Linked DNA regions of Sus scrofa: regions 1 and 2 are each linked to region 3. Evidence: chromatin contacts called from public HiChIP or PLAC-seq and promoter capture Hi-C data. All regions are on one chromosome and are shown on one strand. Each heading gives the region's core, a stretch centred on a gene start, on an enhancer-like site or on the middle of the called end of the contact. The rest is flanking DNA. Distances are from core to core; before and after follow the strand shown.

Evidence for each region. Promoter capture Hi-C pulls out the DNA fragments that hold promoters and counts their contacts. HiChIP or PLAC-seq counts read pairs in DNA pulled down with a chosen protein or histone mark.
Region 1: an H3K27ac HiChIP or PLAC-seq map of alveolar macrophages shows a contact between it and region 3. The contact joins the promoter of PHACTR4 here to the promoter of TRNAU1AP in region 3. A contact is called at or near these places in 3 of 47 Hi-C or Micro-C datasets (embryonic fibroblasts, heart right ventricle and skeletal muscle) and 2 of 2 datasets of contacts at active chromatin or transcription factors (alveolar macrophages and skeletal muscle).
Region 2: a contact with region 3 is called in a promoter capture Hi-C map of fetal liver, with 2.4 times the contacts expected there. The contact joins the promoter of SESN2 here to the promoter of TRNAU1AP in region 3. A contact is called at or near these places in 2 of 5 promoter capture datasets (fetal liver and liver), 1 of 47 Hi-C or Micro-C datasets (embryonic fibroblasts) and 2 of 2 datasets of contacts at active chromatin or transcription factors (alveolar macrophages and skeletal muscle).

Annotation. Positions count from the first base shown.
Region 1 is chr6:85,410,260-85,414,727 of Sscrofa11.1, reverse strand. PHACTR4 (phosphatase and actin regulator 4) reads right to left here and starts at 2,735. Exons shown (of 16, transcript XM_021095668.1): 1 at 2,495-2,735.
Region 2 is chr6:85,320,040-85,324,027 of Sscrofa11.1, reverse strand. SESN2 (sestrin-2) reads right to left here and starts at 2,046. Exons shown (of 12, transcript XM_021095666.1): 1 at 2,031-2,046.
Region 3 is chr6:85,565,949-85,570,427 of Sscrofa11.1, reverse strand. TRNAU1AP (tRNA selenocysteine 1-associated protein 1) reads right to left here and starts at 2,998. Exons shown (of 8, transcript XM_005665150.3): 1 at 2,869-2,998; 2 at 2,146-2,243. The coding sequence starts at 2,895.

The DNA.
Region 1 (4,468 bases), core at 1,486-3,985, 160 kb after region 3:
TCTACCCACAGGGCTCCATAAAATTGCCATTCTGCCTAGACACAAGGTAACTGCAGCATGCCATATGACAAGGGGATGGAACTAATGTTCAGTATGTCTTACGGTTTGATATGGTATTATTTTGGTTCTAGAAACCCCAGTTACTCATGAATCAGTTTGTTCTGATTGAACTAATGTTCAAAGGGCTTACTGCTCAAAATTGCACAGTAAGTAAGAGGGGATTCATTTAATATTTATTTACAGTAGTATTTTTCTTTTTTTTTTCCCTTTTACGGCCATACCTGTGGCATAATGAAGTTCCCAGGCTAGGGTCAAATTGGAGCCGCATCTGTGACCTACGCAGCACCCTGCCCCAGATCCTTAACCCACTGAGTGAGGCCAGTGATTCAACCTGCATTTTCACGGAAACTACTTTGGGTTCTTAACCTGCTGAGCCACAATGGGAACCCCCTTATTTTTCTCCAATATTTAAATTTCAGCAAATCACAAGCTGGTGGTGTTATAATAACTGCAGCAGGGAGTTCCTGTTATGGCGCAGCAGAAACGAATCCAACTAGGAACCATGAGGTTGTGGGTTCCATCCCTGGCCTCGCTCAGTCGGTTAAGGATCCGGTGTTGCCGTGAGCTGTGGTGTAGGTCAAAGATGCACCTCGGATCTGGCCTTGCTGTGGCTCTGGCGGAGGCCAGCAGCAACAGCTCCGATTAGACCCCTAGCCTGGGAACCTCCATATGCCGTGGGTGTGGTCCTAAAAGGACAAAAGACAAAAAAATAAAAAAATAACTGTAGCAGGTGTGAGGCAATAGAAAGAGCACTGGATTTGGAATATGATTTACTCTACTATTTCCTGTCTAGGTTAACTGTGTGATCTCCAGCAAGTCACCTAACATTTCGGACTGTAAATTTAACACTTATTAGCTGTAAAATGAGAGAACATCTCACAGACATGTAGTGACAATCGGTTACACAATGTATATGAACTGCTTTCAAAAAATAATACTGATAGCAATGTCATGTTTGAACAAATAAGTAACAACTTCTAGAGTAATTTTGTGGTGTGGATGCTTCTTCAAAGCACAACCAGGAAAACACAATCCCCGCTCAATGACAGATTAAAAAATTGAAGAACAACTGCATTACAGACCTCCATTCCTACACAGTATTACTAACACAATCTGGGATTCTCAGAGTAAATCACTTCCATTATGAGATATCAAAGTAATAAGGTACAAAGGTTTTTATTTGCCTACTTGACTAGGGTGGGAATTTAACCTATATGAGTTCTATAACCTTTTATGATTCATATAAAGATGTTTTGGTTGTCCTCATTTCAGAGACTTGAAAGACTAATTTATTTCTCAAAAAAAGAATCTGCAATGGTTTTTAAAAAGCTTTACTTCAAAGTGAACCTAGTAACGCAGTCTTCCAAGGGAAGATACATAAAGTTACCATCAACAAAATGTGATCAAACCCACATAATTCACCAGTTGCAGTAAACTACCTCTCCTCCCTCAAACTGGCTTCATATATTACATCTGAGGCTTTCTAGAAGCCACTAGGTCTCTGGTTTCTGTATAAAGCGGCTCCTTCTAATAACGGACGTTTGCTTTTAACTTTTCGTTTTAAGCTGAAAAAATAAGAAATAGATTTGGAGAGTAGGAGACAGGGAGCGAGAAACTGGGCGGCTGGATGAAGTGCTATCGTCTTTTTCTGCAAGCAGTGGATGAAGAGGCTGCTAGCTGCCCTATAAATCACTTTCTTTCCTCCGAGATTCTAGAGGTGTGTGAACTACTATTCTGCCCGTCCGCGTTAGTTCTTGGACTCCTCATCACAGCTGCGACCCATATAGACATCGCAGCAAATTCGATCCCTTCCCGGTTTCTAGGGGAGAGGGACTCACTCATTTCCCAGAGGCCCATCCCCCCACCAAAAAATGCCTGGAAGAGATCAGTGCCCTGAAGCCACCCGGGGTTGACATACATGAGCTGGACAATAACTTCGAGGTTTTCAACAGAAACTCTGTCTGCCTCTACTTGGCTCCGAAACCTCGGATCTGCCTAGCTGGGATGCAGAGGTATGAGGGAGGAAGGGTTTAAAAAATGGACTTTGACCCGATCTGGTTACCATAACCGGATCCCCAGAGACTAGTCCCTCTCCGCGACTGGCCGGGAGTGCTCCCTCGAGAAGGCGAGTCCACCGCCGGGCACAAAGGGGCGCAAAGCAGCCCAGACAAAAGAGCCCCGCCAAGTCCCGGGGGGCGGAGAGGGTTAGTCTGCGCGGGGCGCGCCGCAGGCGGAGAAGCTGCCGCTGACCGTTGTGGGAGGGCGGAGGAAGAGGCGGCGGCCACCGCCCGCTCCGCCCTGGCCAGAAGCGACCACGGCCCGGCCGGTACCCTGGCCCGCACCGCGACCCCCAAGCGGAGCCAAGAGCGCTGCCCGAGCCCACGAGACGCCCGCCGCGCGACCCCGCGCACTTTCCCCTGCTTGCCGAACTCACCCGGGGCGCCGCCGCCGCCGCCGCCGCCGCCTCAGCCTCCAAAGTAGTTTCCCCCGGAAATCCTACCTGGCCCGCCGGCCTCCAGGGTGCTGCCAGAGCCTTCGGCCCCCGGGAGGGGGGAAAGGGAGCAGGCAGGACAGTGAGGGATAGGAAGTGCCGCCGCGGGGCCTCACGGGACTTGTAGTCTCCTGGAAAGAGCCCGCTGTGTCGCCAGCCGGTCAAAATGGCGGGAACCCCTCGCCCTTAGCTCCAGGCGATCGGCTCCACACGGCCTCTCCGGGCATGCGCCGCTCACTGCCGATTTCCTGCGGGTAAAAGAACTCGGGCACCTTTCCTGGTATTAAACAGAGCAAAGGTCTTTGGACTCGGGAGGACAAAGTTCAGTGCTGGGCTCTAGGGAGCGCCTAAGTACGCAGCTGATGCAGATATGCTGTTTTAGAAAGCTGTGTCCAGTCCCCGTGTGGCTAAATTTCAATTTCAATCTCCCCCCGAAAGAAAAAACTATTGAGAGCCAATTTGAAGTGCAGTAAAATTGGAAGCAAGTTACCCGCAACTTTGTGCATAAGGAAGGAACCTGGGAATCATTTTTATCATCTTCAGCCCATGAGGTCCAGTCACTCCACACCCCGGAGTTCCTTACCAGTTTTTCCACTACCATCACCTGCAGGAAGACACCATTACCTCTCCAAGTTTCTCTAGTTTCAGACCTCCAGGCAATCACCCTCCAAACACCTTCCTTGCTGCTGTCAGAGGATCTTTCTAAATGCCAAACCCATTGTGTCACAGTCCAAATTAGACCTAAATGTAAAACCTAAAGCTACAAAACTTCTAGAGGAAAACACAGGAGAAAATCCATGTGACTTTCAAATACACAATCCATAAAAGAAAAATCGATAAACTGCACAACAGCAAAATGATCACTTTTGCTCTTTAAAATACTGTTATGAAATAAGGCAAACCACAGACCTAGTTGAAATAGCAACAAAACCTATATCCAACAAAGGACTAGTATTTAAAATACACAAAGAACTCTTTCAACTGAAGACAATCTAGTTTAAAAAAAAAAGATTTGAACAGAGACACTTTACCAAAGATAATAATAAATGGATGGCAAATAAACACATAAAAGATGTTAGGGAAATGCAAATTAAACCACAGTGAGATAACATTACATACCCACTAGAATGGGTAACATCAAAAGACTGGCAATATGAAGTGTTAGCAAGAATGTAGAGCAGTGGGAATTGTCATTCTACTGGTAAGACTGTAAGATGATACAACCACTCTGGGAAACTGTTTGGCAGTTTCTCTAAAAATTACATACACATCAGAGTTCCCATTGTGGCTTGTGGTTAATGAATCCTACCAGGAACCATGAGGTTGCGGGTTCGGTCCCTGGCCTTGCTCAGTGGGTCAAGAATACAGCGTTGCCGTGAGCTGTGGTGTAGGTCAAAGAGGCGGCTCAGATCCTGTGTTGCTGTGGCTCTGGTGTAGGCTGGCGGCTACAGCTCTGATTAGACCCCTAGCCTGGGAACCTCCGTATGCCGTGGGTGTGGCCCTAAAAAGACCAAAATAAAATAAAATAAAATAATATACCCATCTACCATATGGCCCAATCATTATACTATAGGTATTTACTCAAGACAAATGAAAGCATACGTCTGCACAAAGACTTGAACATGAATGGTCACAGCAGCTCTATTTGTAATAGTCAATCCTGCTGCATAGTACTGGGAACTATATCTTGTCACTTATGATGGAGCATGATAATGTGAAAGAAAAGAATGTATATATGTATGTGTGACTGGGTCACTTTGCTGTATGTACAGTAGAAAATTGACAGAACACTGTAAACCAGCTATAATGGAAAAAAAAAAGTAATAGTCAAAAGAATGGAAACAACTCCAATGTTCTTCAAAAAGTAAATGGATATTTATTTGGAGTTCCCGTCGTGACTCAGTGGTTAACGAATCC
Region 2 (3,988 bases), core at 797-3,296, 250 kb after region 3:
CATGTGTTCTGTATTCAGTCTTCCTGAATTAATTTTCTAATCCCAAATTCTGGGGTCACTCTGCTATAATAGAATGATCTTATACCCTGACCAGACCTGGGGCTACGATTTCTCAGCCCAGATGTAATTTTCTGAGCTCTTATTGTTTTGCCACACCCTCCTCTCCCATCTCAGAATATAATTTCTGCCTTGGGGGAATTTCAGGAAAGAAACCCAACTCCAGCTGATTTATTTGATAAAAGCAAGGCACAGAATCAACCTCTGTGGCTCATTCACACATCATTCATTTAATTACTCATTAAGCAGACATTTGGCTAGGTGCTGAGGAGGTCCTTCTGGCTGACGAGTCCTGAGCTGTCAAATTATACAACCAACATTGAAATTGTCCCCACGGGTTGTGTATTAGGAGGCAGAACAACCACAGACTCTTGAAAACAGAGCCAACTATCTCCTAAAAGCACTGCCCAGGAGTCAGGCAACCAGTTTTTAGCAATGTGACCCCAAAATAATTTTTTCGGCTCTTAGAATCTGTTTCCTTACCTGGAAAACGAATTGAAATTAATGCTAACCCTCCAGGACCACTGTGGAGAGAACGGATGTTGGGCAATACTCATAATTCAGGTTCGTCGATTGTATCCTGAGGACAGAAATCTTCAGGTTTCAAAAAAAAAGCTCAACGCTCTTAATAAACAATATACCAAAACCCATGAGCTGGGTGCTTTCGGATAATTGGCTAAGAATTCCAGTTAGGTTTTGTCAGCTATGAACCCTCAGCGCCCCCTGCAGGCACGACTCTGCTATAGCTCAGAACAGACGGGGAGGGGAAAAGGTGGTTCACAGGATTGTCCGTTCTTGAAAAGAGGCCAGGCAACAGCTAAGTAAAGATTGTGTGGTTGTTGAGGAGTTTCCCTGATGCCAGCAGGAACCAGATTCCCAAAGGACACTCCCCCGCCCCCCCAGCCAGAATGCACTTCCCGTTGTTTCGGCTTACTCTCTCACCGTACAGACGGAAGCCTGGGGTCCAGAGAGAAGGCATTTGCTCAAGGTCCCTCAGGAAGCTGGTCACAGGGCAATACCTGGAACCTTGGGGTCCAGGTCCCCAGTCGAGGGCCACTTGCACCACAACACACGGCCCCAGGAGCCTCACATTTCCAGGAAGAATTCTTTGCTGAATTGGCTCCGATGTCCTGATTTCCCTCTTCCTCCTTCTCCTCCACGCCTAGAGGCTCCATATATTCCATTCTCAATCACCCTGAGGCCTGTCACTGAAGCAATGCCCCAGGGCCTTGCCACCATCCTGATCCACTTCTTCCTGTCCTCAAAAGTCTTTTGTATACCCCCCACTCCTCGAAAAAATTGTGCTTGGAAGCAGAATTAATGTTGAAGGGTCCAGTTCTAACCCTTAGCTGTGCGAATCCAGGCAAGTCACTTCGCCTCTCTGAACCTGGTTCCTGCTGAGTAAAATGGGGCGATAACGTTTACCTTCACAGGGGCTATTGTAAGGATGAGAGCTAAGGCATACAAATTCCTTAACAAGGCTTGAATAAAGATTAAGAGACCAACAAACTGTAAGTATCATTTAAATTGTTACTATTGTTCTTATTTTAAAGTACAGTGACTGGCAGATAGTTTTGTGTTCAAGAAAGGTGATTATAACCATTGAAATTAAAAGTTTGGCGCTAGAAACCCGGCCTTAAGCCGGGACTAAATAAACGATGGTTAATGATATAGCTTTTTTTTTTTTTTTTGTCTTTTTGTCTTTTTAGGGCCGCATCGGTGGCTTGCGGAGGTTCCCAGGCTAGGGGTCGAATCAGAGCTGTAGCTACTGGCCTACACCACAGCTCAGGGCAACGCCGGATCCTTAACCCACTGAGCGAGGCCGGGGAGAGAACCTGCGTGCTCATGGATGCTAGTCAGATTCGTTTATGCTGAGCCAGGAAGGGAACCCAAGTGATGTTGCTTTTTTGACCCAAGGGTGCCCAGGACGTTTGCAGTCCAAAAATCTCCTGAACAAAAGCTGCTGCGCTTACTTGTTTTCGGTCAGCAACAGGCTCCTCTTACGAAAACCGCGGGCGTCCAATGAACAGGAAGATGGGCGGGGTTGCCTGGCAGCCAATAGCAGTCCGCAGCGGCATGCGGGCTAGGCCCAGGCAGGTTTCCAGGCTGGTTAGGGAAACTAAACCGCAAGACAGTTTGCTCGGCGGGGAGTGTCTCCAAATTCTCCTCGCTCTGCTTATCAACCGGGCTCTGATTGGTGCAGACTGTGTCGGCCCGCCCCTCCCGCCGCCGGCCCCCTCCCCTGGGAGGTGGCAGGGACTATCCCCTTCGCTTTCGTTTCTTTTTTTTTTTCTCTTTCATTTTCTTTTAATGAACTTTTGGTTTTAGTGCATGTTTTTCCTTTTCAAATTATAAATGACATATGTTATATCAGAATATTTTGAAAATACAGGAAAGTGTAAAGGTACAAAAGACGTAACTCGAAATATTTCCCCCCCTTTATGTTTTCTAATGTTTTTCAGGCTTTCTACTCTAAACTGGTATTACTCCTGTTCATTATTCTATTGTAAAAGTGTAAAACTGGAAGGGATCAAAGTGCTCACCAAAGAGGACTGGTTCAAATAATAAACCAGATTCCCAAAAGACCCTCCAGCAGGAATGCACTTCCCGTTGTTCTTGTCTCCACAGTGGAATATCATGCAGTAAAGAAGCAGGAGGTAGCTCTACGTGCTCTATTGTAGATGCTCTAGGTGAAATGAAAATGTATGCTGCATTTAATGTTAGGTTAAAACAAACAAAAAAACAAGTTGCCCAGTGATGCACTTAGAATTATGTCATATGAAGTTCCCGTTGTGGCGCAGTGGTTAACGAATCCGACTAGGAACCATGAGGTTGCGGGTTGGATCTCTGGCCTTGCTCAGTGGATTAAGGATCCGGCCTTGCTGTGAGCTGTGGTGTAGGTCGCAGATGTGGCTCGGATCCTGTGTTGCTGTGGCGTAGGCCGGTGGCTACAGCTCTGATTAGATCCCTAGCCTGGGAACCTCCATATGCAGGGGGAGCAACACTAGAAACGGCAAACAGACAAAAAAAAAAAAATAGAATTATGTCATAGATACCATCCATAAATATACAGAGGCAACAAAAGTCTGGAAAGATGTGTAGTTTGCAACAAACTATTAGGATCCAGTTACATCTGGAATAAAAGGATGATAGAGAATTATAAGGTTTTATGCACTATATTTATTTAATGATTGTTTAAAAACCAAGATGGGACTTCCCACTGTGGTGCAGTAGGTTAAGAATCCTGTGTTTCTGCAGCTGTGCCTGCCAGAAGTCACAGTTTGGGTTGGGATTTGATCCCTAGCTGCAGGGCTTCCATATACCACTGGTTCAGTTGAAAAAGCAAATAAATAAATGAATGCCAAAATGTATTATGTTGGTAACTTAATAAATAAAAAAGGATCCTTTTAGAGAATGGGAGCAATCCTTTCAAAATTCTAATCCTACTACCAAGAGAGGATCAGTGTTAACATATTGGGGTTTTTTTTTGGGGGGGTTATATTTATTTACTATATATTATATATTCTTTTAAAAATCTTTTTTGGGGAGATATGCTGCAGGAGTGGCCCTAAAAAAAAAAGACAAAATATAAAATTTATATATATGTTCTTTAACCTATGCATATATATAGTATATAAATTATGTATGGTTATATTGCCTGCTTTTTCCACTTACTACATTTCATGATAATTTTCAAGATATTAAGTATTCCTTAACATAATTAAAAAAAATAATAACCTGAGATTTTACAGATAGGTCATGTTGTTTTTAGTAATTTTTTTAACTGAGGTAAAATTGGTTTATAAAATTATATTACATGTCAAATGAAACTAAATTTCTAGAAGCAAATTCACAAGTCAAAGACTGTAAACAAATACATTTTGCTTGATGCTAATGATAAAAACTTTTAAAAGTTTATATCTGTGAATAT
Region 3 (4,479 bases), core at 1,749-4,248:
GGCGTTGCTGTGGCTCTTGCATAGGCTGGCGGCAGCAGCAGCAACAGCAGCAACAGCTGCGATTAGACCCCTAGCCTGGGAATCTCCATGTGCCGCGCTCTAGAAAGACAAAAAGACAAAACAAATGTATATGTACATACACACACACATTACATAAAATTTATCCTTTTAAACACTTTTTTCTTTTTTGGTCACCCCACGGTATATGGAGCTCCTGAGCCAGCGATCCCGATCTGAGCCATAGTTGTGACCTAAGCTTCAGCTTCGACAACAGGATCCTTAACATACCGCACCAGGCTGTGGACAGAACCTATGCCCCAGGGCTCCCAAGACGCTGCTGATTTTAAGTCTTTGTCATATGAAGCAGAATGCACATATAATGTGTCTGTAAGTGCCACCATAAGAAACGGCCAGAGTTTAGCAATCAAGGGTAGGAAAGACTAGTTGCAAACCTTATTTCAATAAACATGAAAACATGAGAAACTATGTCAATGTTTTAAAAAATATAAAGTACTACAGAATGTATTTTTATGCAAGTAGCCTACTATCAGTGTTTTCTTGTCTACAAAAGCAAGAAGAAAAATACCTAGGCCAGCATGATCTATCATTCAGAAAACTGGCCCCTGGGTACCGGGGTTCTGAATACATAAAGTATTCGTTCACCAGGGAGTTCTCGTTGTGGCTCAGTGGTTATTGAATCCGACTAGGAACCATGAGGTTGCGGGTTCAATCCCTGGCCTTGCTCAGTGGGTTAAGGATCTGGCGCTGCCGTGAGCTGTGGTGTAGGTGGCAGACTTGGCTTGGATCGATCCCAAGTTGCTGTGGCTGTGGTGTAGGCCGGCGGCTACAGCTCCGATTAGACCTGTAGCCTGGGAACCTCCATATGCCGCGGGTGCAGCCCTAGAAAAAAACAAAACAAAACAAAGTACTTTAGAGTTGGCCACATTTCAAATCTCTCATCTGTATTTTTCAATTACTTGATGTTTTTAGCACGCTGCTTTAGTACTTGGCACAGAGTAGACACTTGATAAACACTGTCAGATTGATAAGGAATCCTGTTATTTCTAACTAGAACCCTAAGGAAACCTACGACCCTCAAAGAGAAAGAAGAAACTGGAGGCAATAAATAAGAGCACTATTATATGGAAATCTATTCTGCATTTTGTCTTGTTTACATATTTACAGTCTCATTCCCCTGTTAGAATGTAGAATGTAGGAGAGAAATGACTGCATCTGGCTTGTTTCAGTCATATATTTTGGGAATCTAGAACCCTGGCATGTAGCAGTGTCTTACACAAGAGTTATGGGCACACATGAGCTTTGAAAACAGACCTGAATTAGAGTCTTGGCTTCTCATTTAACAGCTGCGTAACTTTAAGACAGTTACTATGCTTCTCTAATAATAGTACCTAGCTCAGGGGTTTTTGTGATTTTGAAATGCTTATTACCCAGCAGATCATGATCTGTTTATATTTACCAAGCATATACCATATGCCAAACACTGTTCTAAATGCTGAATGGGAATTAATGGCACTTAGTCCTCATCAGAACTCTATGAGGTAGGTGCTATTATTATCTCCATTTTTATGGTGAAGGACAGGGAGAGGCTGAGTAACTTGCTCAAGGTCACACAGCACACAGAGCGTTCAAACCCACTCTGGCTCCAGAGTCAGCAACACATTATACTTCCTCTCAATAAGCCCTGAAATGTTAGAATTTATATCATTGTAATAATTATTATTATTTTTTTTTTTTTTGTCTTTTGTTGTTGTTGTTGTTGCTATTTCTTGGGCTGCTCCCGCGGCATATGGAGGTTCCCAGGCTAGGGGTTTAATCGGAGCTGTAGCCACCGGCCTACGCCAGAGCCACAGCAACGCGGGATCCGAGCCTCGTCTGCGACCTACACCACAGCTCACGGCAACGCCGGATCGTTAACCCACTGAGCAAGGGCAGGGACCGAACCCGCAACCTCATGGTTCCTAGTCGGATTCGTTAACCACTGCGCCACGATGGGAACTCCTGTAATAATTATTATTAGGGGTGAGAAGCCTCTGACTCTCCGAAGGATGTTTACCTTCTGAATGACACCTGCAGTTGATCTACTAAGGGAGAACTGAGAAGACAAGAGGGGAGGAGAGAACATACCCAGTGAGGCGATTTCGGATAATTTTGACGCTCATCACAGTCTCTCCCATGGTGGCAAAGGCTCTGGAGATGAAGTTCTCATCCATGTAGGGCTCCAGCTGCGCAAATATAAGAGCAGAGCAGTTCAGGTCAGTACCCAGGCTCCTCATTCCCGGATCCGGAGCCCCTCCCTGCTCAGTCCAGGGTTGGGTGCACGCTGCGGGCAGGAGTAGGGTGAGGGTGAAGAGGTTTCCATCCACTCCGGCGTTCCCAGCCTCTTGCCTTCCTTCCCTTCAAGGCTGCTCCTTTTAGGAAGCCTCCCCCTTGGATTTAGGAACCCCATTCCTGCAGTCCTCGAACCAAGGCGCACTTCAATCCTTGGGATTCTTCCCATTCTATCCACGCAAAGACCCTCCCTTTTTCCCTCCCCAGAATCCAGGCTGGGCTGGGCCCCACGACCCCTCCCCCTCCGAATCAGCCCCCGCACCTAGATGCTAGGGCCTGCTTCGGCATCACTAAAACAACTCTCCTCATTCTCTTCCACCCTTTTGGGATCCGAGGACCCCTCCCCCTCAGACCCGGCCCCTTCACCTACACGCTGGGACTTGCTTTGGCACCACTGAGAACTCCCCTCCCCATTCACTGCCACCCTCTTGAGAGCCGAGGACCCCTTCTCTTCAGACCCTTTTGCCCTCGTGACACTATATTTCTCCTCCGCTGAACCGGGCGGCCGCCCCAACTCACGTCGCCCATCCACAGGCTGGCCGCCATGCCCGAGGCCCCGCCAGGCCTACGCGAGCCTCAGAGGCTGGCGCGTACGCCGCTCCGCGGGGTTGCGGCCTCCACGGCGCATGCGCCCCCATCGCCTTCTGCGCACGCTCGGCAATTCGGCGCCCAAGGCAACGCAGACTGGCGGGTCCGGGTTTTTCCGGATCCCTGTGGGCGTGTCTCGAACCGGAGCCTGCGGGATGGGGCGGGGCAGACACCGCCTTGCGCGGGACCGTGGGGGGCGTGAATGACTGGCTTTCTCCGGACTCTTTCCGGCTTTAAACACACGCGTACGTATAGAATTATAAAAGTAGTGTATGTTCATGGCAAAAACTTAAAATAGAAGCATATTTCCTAAAGTGAAAGATCCCTTTTGGAAGCCTGGACGATCCAGTTCCACTAACTATGTATGACCTCTGGCAAATCACTGGTCTGCCTCCGCCACCCCTTCAACCTGCTTTTCTCAGGTTACGAAACGGAAAGGACAGGATTTCTGTTGACGCTGGACTGGCATCCTTCCATCATTCCCATGCATAGAACTAGGCTGTGGGAGGGGAGAGGAGGGGAGGGCTAACCAACCAACAAACAAATCAATCCCCATCTTGTCACTCTCTTGCGTCTCACGTTCCCTACAATAATCCAAACCACCAGAAGTTCTAACCTCTCCCAGGAAGAGACTTGCCATAGAAGGCCTTCAGCAGACTCGATTTCGATGGCTAGATAATCCTGACAGTTTGACTCTTCGTCTGGGAAGGTCCCAGACCTCAGCCTCAGTTTGATGCCCTTTCCTCAGAATGTGAAGATTCTGTAGATGATGATTGTCATCTCCAACACTGAAGCTCATCGCTTGATGGAGAATCCATTTCCCAGGCTCCTTCTGGGTTGATGGCCACTTATGTCCTTCCTTGCCAGTTCATATATTCCAAACTTATGTTGTTGGGGCCCAAAGTCAAGCACTCTGAAGTCTTGAGATTCAACCAAGTTGCCACATTTCCAGCTTTATCCTATTCATGGCCGTAGTAGTGTAGCGGTTGGGTGCTTCAACTACACATTTGAACAAATGGAGCCCAAATCCCAGCCCCTTCCAATTGTGTTGTTGTTATTAGCGATGTGGGTAACAGCAATGCTTACCTCATACCATGTTTGTCGTATGGAGAAATTGAGAAGTTGAGAAAGCACTTGGCCTAATGCCTGGCATCCAGTAAGCTCTCCAACACAGCAGCTGGAGGACTTGGAATTATGACTGATAACTCTTGAGTACTAAAATTTGCCAGCCCTTGTGGGGTGCTCTTTGATTACTATTTTTAAAATTTATTTTACTTGTGCAAGACTTGTAAGTGTTTATTTTTAATTTAAAATGTAAGCTTCATCAGACAGGATTCCTTGTTGTTTCTAATCAAATTCCCACAACAATGTCTGGCATATGGGAGGCACTGAAAACATTTTTGAATTTGTCATAAATACTAAACAGTTCTCTCCTATCCCATCTATCCCTGCCCCTGAAGGCAACCACTTCCAAATCTTTTCCCTAAAATCCAAGTATTTCTAAATAACATACTTTCTCTTCATTTGTGGTTTCAGATCTTT